Regions from separate parts of the Pan troglodytes genome. Here region 1 is linked to region 2. A link is a contact called in public Hi-C data. All regions are on one chromosome and are shown on one strand. Each heading gives the region's core, a stretch centred on a gene start, on an enhancer-like site or on the middle of the called end of the contact. The rest is flanking DNA. Distances are from core to core; before and after follow the strand shown. Region 1 overlaps CPNE4 (copine 4). Region 2 overlaps CPNE4 (copine 4).

Region 1 (4,843 bases), core at 213-2,712, 380 kb after region 2:
AATGTGACAAATTCCCTTTAACCTTAGCCATATCTGTTACATAGCTTCTAGAAAGAAAGTTGAGAAAATTTCCACCATGCCAAATCAGCAGGCAGTTCTCCTGAACAGTATGTCATGATGCCGTATCCCTCTATCAAGTTGACCCCCAAACCATCAAAAAATAATCTGTAATAGTCCAACCCCAAAGGAACCAAACCAGATAATGACTGAGTTTTCTCTCTTAAGCAGAAATGCATTTCCAGAAAAGGTGGGGAGAAGGGGGTGGTTATCTGGGATAAAGTCAGCTCTGTGAAACAGGACAGACTGAGTGAATGCCACATGTTGTGATGTGCTTTCTTCCCTGGAACCTACCGAGTTGAGGGCTGGAGTATAGGCCTACAGGAGGGTGGTTATAGATTCTCCTTCCCAAATGCACTTTGAAATGCATCTTCATTGAGCCAGTAATTAAAGAAATGCATTTTTCCTGATGATGGACTTCCGCAGAGAGAGATGCTCACAGCTTTATAGATCTCTCACATCTCTAACAGTTAGATACCATTCCTGTACTCCAGACAACTGAGACTAAAAGGAAAATTAGCATCATAAGCATTTCAGCACCTTCCTTCTCTTAGAACCACTAGATAGTGCCCTTTCATTTCTCTGCTCTTTCCTTCTAATGGTTTTAAATGGATTTCTTAAAAAACAAATCCTGTACAGAATGTTCCTCCAATCTGTAGAGATAAACACAATTGGTGCCCATAAAGAAACTGATGCTCCATACAAGCAGCTTAATCAGAATCATCCTAGAGTGTAGGCATTGTCTACACATGATTACAGAAAGAAAGGGAATGAAAGCAGAGTACAAAGACTGAGGCAAGCTGGAGGTGGTCCCTGCAGCAGTATCCTGTGATGCTTGGCAACAGGAAATGAGATTAAAGAAATGTATCTCATTCCCCAAATATGAGGCTTTTCCAATTTACTACATCTTCTCTATACCTGGCCAGGTATGATTAACTACAAGGATAAGGGGTGAGAGGAAAGGAGCAAGAAGCTGCAACTAGATCTTCTGCTAGGTTTACAGGTGGGCTCTACTGGCAGCACAGATGCTAGTTTATTCGGGGACCTTGTGCAAATTAGAAAAAGGTAACCCTTGCTCAAAACACTTTACTGCCATCTGCTGGAATGTTGTCAAAATAACTATTCACATCTACAGTCACTACAAGAAAATATCCCCTGGAGGAGTGCCCTGTCGCTTACAACCCAAACAATTGTAAATTGAGGTTGCCTTGGGAGGAAATCTAGTCTGGCAGGTGAAACAGGAAATCCCAAGACTGTACAAGCATGGTTTTGGGCCAGTCTATATCAGGAGACCACAACATGTAAATCAAGATAAGGCATAAGCCATGATGAAGCACTCCAGGGGGAGCCCAGGCTCAGGAAGCCAGTGGAGTCATTGCCTCTGCAGTGAGGCTGATCATACAACCAGTTGCTGATGGAGGCAGAAGAAACTCAGCAAGTCCGAGACAGGCCCTAGCACCAACCAGACTGAGGGAGTAGGGCAGACTCCAGTGCACAGATTCAGACACAGATCTTCAGAAAATGAACGTAATTGCAAGGAAATAAGTAATTGCAACACAGGCTGTATAAGCACCCCACCATAGAAGTTAGCACAGAGGGCTGTAGGAGCACATAACAGGTGCACTTAACCCCATCTTGGAGTACCTGAAAAGGGTTCCAGAAGAAGCAGTAACTAAGGTAAAACCTAGATAGAACACAGTTCCTGCCCTCAAGGAGTTTAGAGAATAGGTCTGACCTATCTAATACAGTAGCCAATAGCCACATGTAGCTATTGAGCCCTTGAAATGTGGCCGGTGCAATGGAGGAACTACAATTTTAATTTTATTTAATTTTCATTTTAAAACTGAAGCAATGCAAAATATTTTTTCCATTAAACACAACTTTATTGTTTGGTAGGATTACGTTTCACTCTAACCATTGCATTGGATAAGATATTACTGTTGTATTGTAATGTACATGTATTTTTCTCCTTTTAGAAAAATTACATGTCACCCTCATTATATTTCTATTAGATAGTACTGCTTTAGACCAAAGAGATAGTCATACAGTCTGAAAAGTAAAGTATTCATTATAATGCTGGGATAGAAATAGGCTCACCTAGTACTCACTGTTATCTGGAAATATTAAACAAAATGCTCAGAAGATCCTAGATGGCAGAGAAAAGAACCCATATTAAAAGCAAATGGATGTAAGCTGAATTTATGAATAAATGGGTGGCACATACTTAAGCAGAGAATGTAGAGGAGCACCTCATAATCTGACAGAGACTTGTCCTTACCCTGGGCTAGAGTCTGTGGCTGTTACAGATGTGGAAATATGATGTTCACTTCTATTACATCAGTCAGTGTGCATTAGGCTACAAATAACAAAAAGTCTAACAGCCAGTAGCTTCAACTTTAAAAGACATCCATGGTTTACTGTTTAAAAACCCAGAGGTAAAAAAATCTATGGGTGGTTCAGCAGCTGAAATGTGTCTTCAAAAATTCAGTAACTACTATCCTTTTCTCCGCCTTCCGAAGGATTCAGTGTTTTATCACAGACTTGTCACTTGAAGGTCCCAAGGCAAGAAGCAATATGGGTGGGAACAGCCAAGTTAGAGAATTTTTCCTTTAGGACATTGACATTCCAGTTCTATCCCTAGCTTCCAAGGAGGCAGAGATAGCAATTATCTGGCAAAGGAGAGCCAGAAAGCCATAATATGTTTACACGAATCCTAAGTGTTCCATTGAAACTGGACATATTGCTGCCAGGAATTATACTGTGGTCCTATTAGCAAGGACTAAAGGAAGGTAATGCATAATGTCTGCAGCATTCACTAATTGTTTCATGATATTTAAATCTCCTATATTCTGATTCTTAGCAGGTAGTTGGCTAAAAGACACTTTTAAATGAGAAAACATAAATTTTTTATTATCATATATAAAGGAGGAGAGCTACAAAAACTCTAGCCAAATCAAAGCTGTAGTAATCCAATGGCAACTTGCCTGTGATTCTCTTATTCTCATTCAGGAAAAGTGGTGTTATCTCAGTCCATTATCTTCACTGAGAAGAACAAGTATGGGATTCACAATGACTGAACTGAAAAACTTGTTTTTACTGAGAAAAAAATGAATTGTTTCTAGTATTCTTATAAAGGGATGAGAAACCCGTAAATTGCTCAGCATTATTGAACCAAGAACAAGTTATTTTTCAAATTTTTCCAAGTAACAAGGGTTGTAAATGGAATGCTGTACTCAGTGATTTTAAGACACATTTCTTAAAAAAAAATATTAGGAGCTATAAACTGAAAACTGAAGAGTGGGAAGCAATAATAAATATCAATAATCTTGGCCACTGAGGAAAAGGAATCTCCATGTGATAATCACATGGAAATTCAAATGTGTCTTCATGATATACTTCATAGTATTCTTGTAAACCACTTCCATGGAATGCCTTGCCACCAGGAGAGGCCACACAGATCACCCTCTGCAAGGGCATGTCACTGCAAAGAAAGGAGTGACACAGACATAAATCAAATGAAACTGAATTATGTTTAATAATTAGAAGTACATGTGGGCCTTTCATTTCTAAAGGTATTTATTCCATTTCTATTTGTTTCCAGAAGCTAAAGTGGGTCCTGGCAATACAAAAGAAAAGAGCACTAGGTCCTACCCACAATCTGTTCATAGCCTAATGGGAGAGACACATGGGAAAACAAATGCCATTAGAATAACGAGTCTTTTAGTAATAAAGACAAGAGGCTATAAAAATGTCTTGTAGAGGAGGTGATATTTTACTTGAGTTTTTTAAATGAATAAACATTTTCCAGGGAGACAATGAGCTAAAGGAGAGTTCTGGATGAGAACCCAAAGGCAGCCATTTGATAAGCAGAATGGTGGTTGGAGAACTAAGCAAATTGTTCCACAATGCGTGTAATAAAGAGGATTCGATGGCTCTGAAAGAACAGAAAGAAAAAGGCAGAGACAACATGCAAAGGGCCTTGTACTGCACTACAGTGAAGTAGTAAGTACAGAGTTTTGCAATTGAAAAGACCTAAAATCGTGTCCCAGCCCCTTCACTACAAGCCATGTGATTTTTAATAAGACGTTTCCATTTTCTGAGGCTCAATTCTTCTCTTCATCTATAAAATGTGGGTAATAAATACTTCCCAGGGCTCTTGTGTGGATGAAATAAGATAATGATTATAAAAGTACTTGGTAAACTGCAAAGCAGTATATTGGCATCCATTATGCTTATCAATATACATGCATTGTGGTTAAGTGGGATATAAAATCAGGGCAACCTGTATTCACATTACCATCCAGGAACAATTGTACTACTGTTTCCCAGTGAATTAGTGGAGGCAAAACGGGCTGCAAACTAGCTTAAGTTGTGAGAACTCATCTAACAGCGAAAATAACGCTAATTAACTGTATCGTGACTCTAGTGGCAGAGAGCCACTAAAGACTACTTCTGAAAGTGCTGAAAACTTAGTAGATGGGCCTATTGATGTAAGTCAGTGGTGGTTTTATAGATACCTTTCATGGAGCTGTTTCATTTCTATCTGAACCTGTTAGCTGCTGAGCATACCCCAGTCCTTTCCCATGGAAAAATAAGGCAGCTGTGTTACTAGGAGCAATGGTCAAATGTACTGATTACAGCTTCACCACCACTACCAGCATCCCAATGGTGCCTGTGGAACCTTGTTACCACGGCAACCATTTACAAACCCTTCAAAAGGTCTTTCTAAGGAGTTCTGCTGGAGTATAAGCTATAACCAAAGCCAGGGCTGGCTCAAATAAGTAAA
Region 2 (5,435 bases), core at 194-2,693:
TCCCAAATCCGCCAACTGACTGAACAGAACCCCTCTTGGCCAAGGGGACCTCAGAGTAATCTTGAAAACTGAGTTCTCAGTCATGACAGTATGTGAGGTCAGACATTCCTTGTAATATCCCCACCCTTGATAATCACCATTAAGCTTTCTTCCCTAAGGACCAAACAGAAACCAGCCCTTTACAGAGACTCTACCACTGATATCAACTGACCAGTAATGACTGCCCCTCCCTTTTGTGGTTTTAACAAAACAACTGACCAGCATTTCTTCCTGATAAGAGACCACTGACTATGAAGTGGTTCTGGCCAGTCTATGGAGGGTGTACATTAGGGGTTTTTGTGTCCTGTGCTTCACATTTGTCATCAGAGGGCTGAAAACACCACCCTCGGGTCACGCTAACGAGGCTGTATTTTGAACATGGGTCCCCTGGAGAATCATGAAGCTCAATTGTGAATGTGTGTGTTTCTCCTTTTAAAAATATTTATGACTCCTCTTATAGCTTACTAAATATGTAAATGTGGCCACCTCAGCACACATTCCTGTTCCCTTTTCTCCTCCCTTGAAGAGTCTGTTTTTGGCTCCTGGCCAGAGGCTATGCTTCCCAGTCTGTCAGAATGGCCACCATGCAGGTTGCAACGCTTTATGAGAAATAAAGCTCTCGTTTCCACATTTATGAACCTCATGATTCTTCAGTTGACATCTCCAATTCCATGTCATTTAACTTATCAGAGTTCTTTTCTCTTTTTGGAAATTGAAAGGGTGGACTCAGCACCAAATAAGGTTCCTCTGGGCTCTAATATCTTTGGCTAGAGGAGATGACAAGAGTTTTTTTTTGTAAAAGGAGCTATTTATTTGCTCTTCCATCACAGCTGTCCAAGGTTATTTGAATCATAGCCATCTTGTGAGAAGACTTCTGCCACATTAAGCCATTTTGGAATCATCTTCAGCCTCGTTAACGACGTAGCAGGGTTAGTTTGGTCACTACCGACCTCCCTTTTTATCAAACTTGCTGTTGAATTGAATCTCTAATTGGGATGAAGTCGGGTGTCTCATCCCCCGGAGTTTAATTACACACACATTCATTGATTCTGGGCCTGCTCGCTCAGGTCAAGAGCACACAACCACCTCACAGCTTTCTGCAAAGAGGACATGTTGTATAAGTCTATGCTTGCAGTCTTTGGAGGAAATGATGAAGGTTGGAGAAAGGAAGCAAATAAATACATTTTTTCTAAGTCAATTCAAACTAGAATAAGTCACTGCCACACACCATCTGCCCCCTCCTCCCCAGGGTCCCCCTTCCCCTGGACCCTCCATCAGTAAATGAATTTAACCTAATTTGCTGCTCTCTAGGGAGAATGCATTCAACCACAAGCTTCCCAAGGTGCTTCTGTTCCTGGTACAAAAAGCTGAAAATGTCATCGCATTTGCAAATGAACAGAAACCTCCCACTCAAAGAGCATCAGTGCCACTGTGGCTCACTCAAGCAGCTGCAGGAGCCTTCCTCTCACTGCCATTGCTTTGTGGTTAGAATAATACGCACGTAGTCTTTTCATCTAATGACGTTGGCAAGTTTAACTTTCTTTGCAAAAGTAACAATGCTTTGCCTTCAACCAGCAGACTGTTCTCTCTTTCTCTGGAAAGGGCAGAATGGTTTCTATTTACTCCTGATAGGGCCAGTCACCTGCAACCTCTAGACATGTCTTCGCTTCAGCTTTACCCCATGCTGTATAAACTCCATAGGTCACAGTGGCTTTGATATTCTTCAGCTATGAAAGTCTGAATTCTAGATTGAGATGCTGGCCCCATCAAGCACATCTTTCTTGGCGTTTTTTATTTGTCAAGGAGGGATGGGCTCAAAGCAGAATACTTCACACCCCTCATGATTTGCAATGACCTACCTTCAATCTTTTCTCAGATTTAATATTTTCTGAGTAAGGGGCCCTGAACTCTGGCAAGAGGTGGCTTCTGGGTAAAGGCAGTACAGGAAATCTCCAATTTACTGGGGCTCTTTCCATGATTTTTGAAGCATGAAGGGACCATCGTGGTGACTGGTTTACAGCACTGACTAATCCAGACTAACCAGTTCATTTTGTCACAGAGAACTCCCAGAGTGTGGCCAAAAGGGTTCGCTAGAGACTCTACCAGAAACTGCATTTACATTGTATTGCAAGCTTGCCAAATGTACATCCCAGAAGAGGCTAACACTCAGGACAGCTCATTACATGTTTTCATCTATTCTGCAGGAACTAGGACCACGGAAATGAGAAACTCTAGTTATAAACTTTACTGACACTTTAAATACAATAGATACACAAGGCTGGGTTAAGTATTATCCTCCATCTAGCAATGGCAATCTGGTTGGTAATCGTGCACTAACACTAAGGTAGATGTTCTGAGATATATAAGCTATCCTGCTCAGATATAACACATCGATGCCTTTTACATCAAAACTCACTGAATGAGCTGTGTAGAGGCCTGTCTACCAGTGCGCTCAGTGAATAAAATTACCCCATGCATTACTCAGCTCAAATTGCCATAATAAAATACCACAGACTGGGTGGTTTAAATTTACCCATACTCTGGAGGCTGGCAAGTACAAGATATAGGTACCCACCAATTTGGTTCCCAGTGAGGGTTCTCTTCCTGGTTTGCAGACAACTGCTCTCTTGCTATGTCCTCAAATGACTGAGAAAGAGACCTCTGGTGGCTCTTTCTTTCTTACAAGGGCACCAGCCCTATCAGATTAGGGTCCCACCCTTATGACCTCCTTTAACATTTATAACCTCCTCAGAGGCCTTATCTTCAAATACCATCACTTTGGGGGTTAGGACTTCAACATATGTATTTGGGAGGGGGAACACATTCAGTCTATAACACCCGCAAATAGCCAATTATGGGACATAGGACCTCAGGTGCTCTATCATTGAACCTGTGCCGTAATTATGAAATGAACACTCTTCAAAGGCCTCACTCACAAGTATCTGCCAATTAAGATGTATGTGTGGAGATGCAGGCAATGCTCATTCAGTCACCACCAGGGGCCTACTCTGTTTCATGACCTGTACAAGACAATGGGAAGATAAATAGGATATTGTTTCTACCCTTAAGTATATCACACCATAACAGAGTTAGGGGACATATAAAATCAGATCATTACAAACACAAAAAATGGTCTAAGTCTGATGTTAAATGTATACCTACAGTGTTATGAAAATTAACACCTAGGAACATCATCCAGCCTAGTTTATGAGGTGGTGATGAGAAAAAAAGCCTCCTGGAAGAAGTGATCTTTGAGTCTGATATGATAGTTTTTTGTGATACTTGAGAGTCCAGAAAGGAAGTGTTTCAACCTTCCAACTTTTTCTCAACTAGGCAAGTGTTTAGAAGCAAGCAAGGAGTGACTTCTTCTTCTCTTCTCAGCCTGATCAAATAATCAGCTGAATTAGGACACCTCAATGTATATCAGGTGGTATATCATATTCTGTTAATGTGGTATTACTGCAAATGCCATCCATAAGTCAAATTTCACCAAGAAAAGTGATTACTTGGAAGCTTTTATTTTTCCATCCTCACTTTTTAAAAAAAACCACAAACCCAAAAGAAATTAATAAGATAAAATCATGCAAAGCTTAACTTCATTACACTCTGAAATTAAATTGAACTTGCATGTCCCATAGTCAATTAAAGACACTTTTTTTTCAAACTCTCCTGACAAGGAATTTCCAAAGAGCTTAAGTTGTATTTATTCACTTTGTGGAGTTTTGAAAACTGGCTCCGAAAGAAAAAAAATATGAACAATACCACGGATATGTTTTTAACTTTTTAAGTTATCCCATGAGAGACCAGATATAATCGAGTTAGGAAAGACACAATTAGCTGGGCAAGGACATTTTCCTGAAGTAAAAATAAACTCATTAAAGGTTAAGCCCTGGGCAGCATCATTAAGACCAAGGCAAGGAGCAGAGCTGTGATACTAAATATTACCACTATTATAATCTCATTTAAGACATGGCACCCAAGGAATTGGGTTAGGCTCAGAATCCTCCTTCACGGGCCTGCAAGAGTGTATTTCATTTCATCTCACTGAGCCTACCCTATGGGCAAGAGTGGTTCACAGAATTAGGACTATGCTGGAAAAGATAATTATTTTCTACCTACTCTGGTGTTGTGTTTTGTCTTTAATTTTGTTTTTTAAAATTTTGTTGTTACCCCCAGTCTCTGAATTTAACTATTAAATAAACTGAAGTAATATTCTTTCACGACCTCCTCCCTTTCCTACATTCCTCAGCAACCCTGAATGAGGCTCTATCACTAAATTTGGGGCCACATACAATCACTGTTTTAAATAGAAGCCTGGATCCCCTTCAGCCACTGCAATCACTCACTGGTAAAACATACCCAGCATGACAATTCAGTGGCCTCCATGTGCAGATTATCCTAGGGTTAGTAACGAAGTGGCCAATGCCAGCAGTTAGAGTTATTGCTGTCTCTATCATCAAAGAACAAGTGTAATAGAGCAGTCTTTAGTTTCCGAGATCCTTAAACATCAGGTCTGTCTTTATGTGGATTGTTTTTTGTTGGTGCGTGTGTGTGTGTTGTGTGGGTGTGTGTGGGTGTATTTCATACATCTCTTTCTCCCACAAACCTTTTCTTTTTCTTTTTAATTTTAGATTCAGAGGGTACATATGCAGGTTTGTTGCATGGGTATATTGTGTGATGCTGAGGTTTGGGCTTCTAATGATCCTGTCACCCAAGTAGTGAACATAATACCAGATAGGTAGTTTTTAAACACTTGTCCCCCTCCTCTGTTTTGTAATTCTCAGTGTTTATTGTTGCCATCTTTGTGTCTGTACCTATCCAATGTGTACCTCCCACTTATAAGTGAGAATATGTGATGCCTGAAAACCTTTCCTAACCATGCCAAGAGAGTTTGTGCCACTATTTAACTATTGAGATTGTATTGCAGTTCTCCTAACTCCTAATAATACAGACCTGTTTGCAGGGCTTCTACCATTATCACATGACAAGCTTCTTGAAGACAGCTTAGAAACCTATGTATTCTTAGCTCCTTGCAAGTGCATAACACTAGAGTAACTGCTCACCAAATATTTACTGATGACTAGATGGACGGATAAATGGCCATCTGAGCCATTGGATCTGAGCTATTACTTGCCAAAATATTTAACGGGTGAGAAAAGTAGGGACTCTCTCAATTCTGTTTAGTGCAGTAACTTTTGTGGGAATAATAGCCCTGCATGAGGCCCTCCTACTGCTCCTGATGTTGTCCATGTGCAGGCTGGGGAAGCTAGGTTGGAGATCATTCAAAAAAAGGAATATTGGGGTTATAATTGTGGAGGCTTTGAATGTCATCCTAAGGGTGTGGCCTTAATTCCATGGTGAAGGTTTGGAATAAGCAAGTGACACGATTAGATATA

What was found. Hi-C and Micro-C count contacts between places; a contact is called where the count stands out from the background.
Region 1: a Hi-C map of induced pluripotent stem cells shows a contact between it and region 2, with 4 times the contacts expected there. The contact joins two enhancer-like sites. A contact is called at or near these places in 2 of 7 Hi-C or Micro-C datasets (both in induced pluripotent stem cells).

What each region holds. Positions count from the first base shown.
Region 1 is chr2:135,429,544-135,434,386 of NHGRI_mPanTro3-v2.0_pri, forward strand. The region is part of intron 2 of CPNE4 (copine 4); the gene reads right to left. Among named protein-coding and RNA genes, the nearest start is that of TRNAC-GCA, 48 kb to the right of the region's middle. Within about 2 kb of position 1,463, at least 1 of the 24 cell types and tissues checked has an H3K27ac peak or open chromatin away from gene starts, as enhancers often do. A contact at or near this core is called in induced pluripotent stem cells, where this site is marked.
Region 2 is chr2:135,049,073-135,054,507 of NHGRI_mPanTro3-v2.0_pri, forward strand. All of the region lies in intron 4 of CPNE4 (copine 4), which reads right to left. Among named protein-coding and RNA genes, the nearest start is that of MRPL3, 300 kb to the left of the region's middle. Within about 2 kb of position 1,444, at least 4 of the 24 cell types and tissues checked have an H3K27ac peak or open chromatin away from gene starts, as enhancers often do. A contact at or near this core is called in induced pluripotent stem cells, where this site is marked.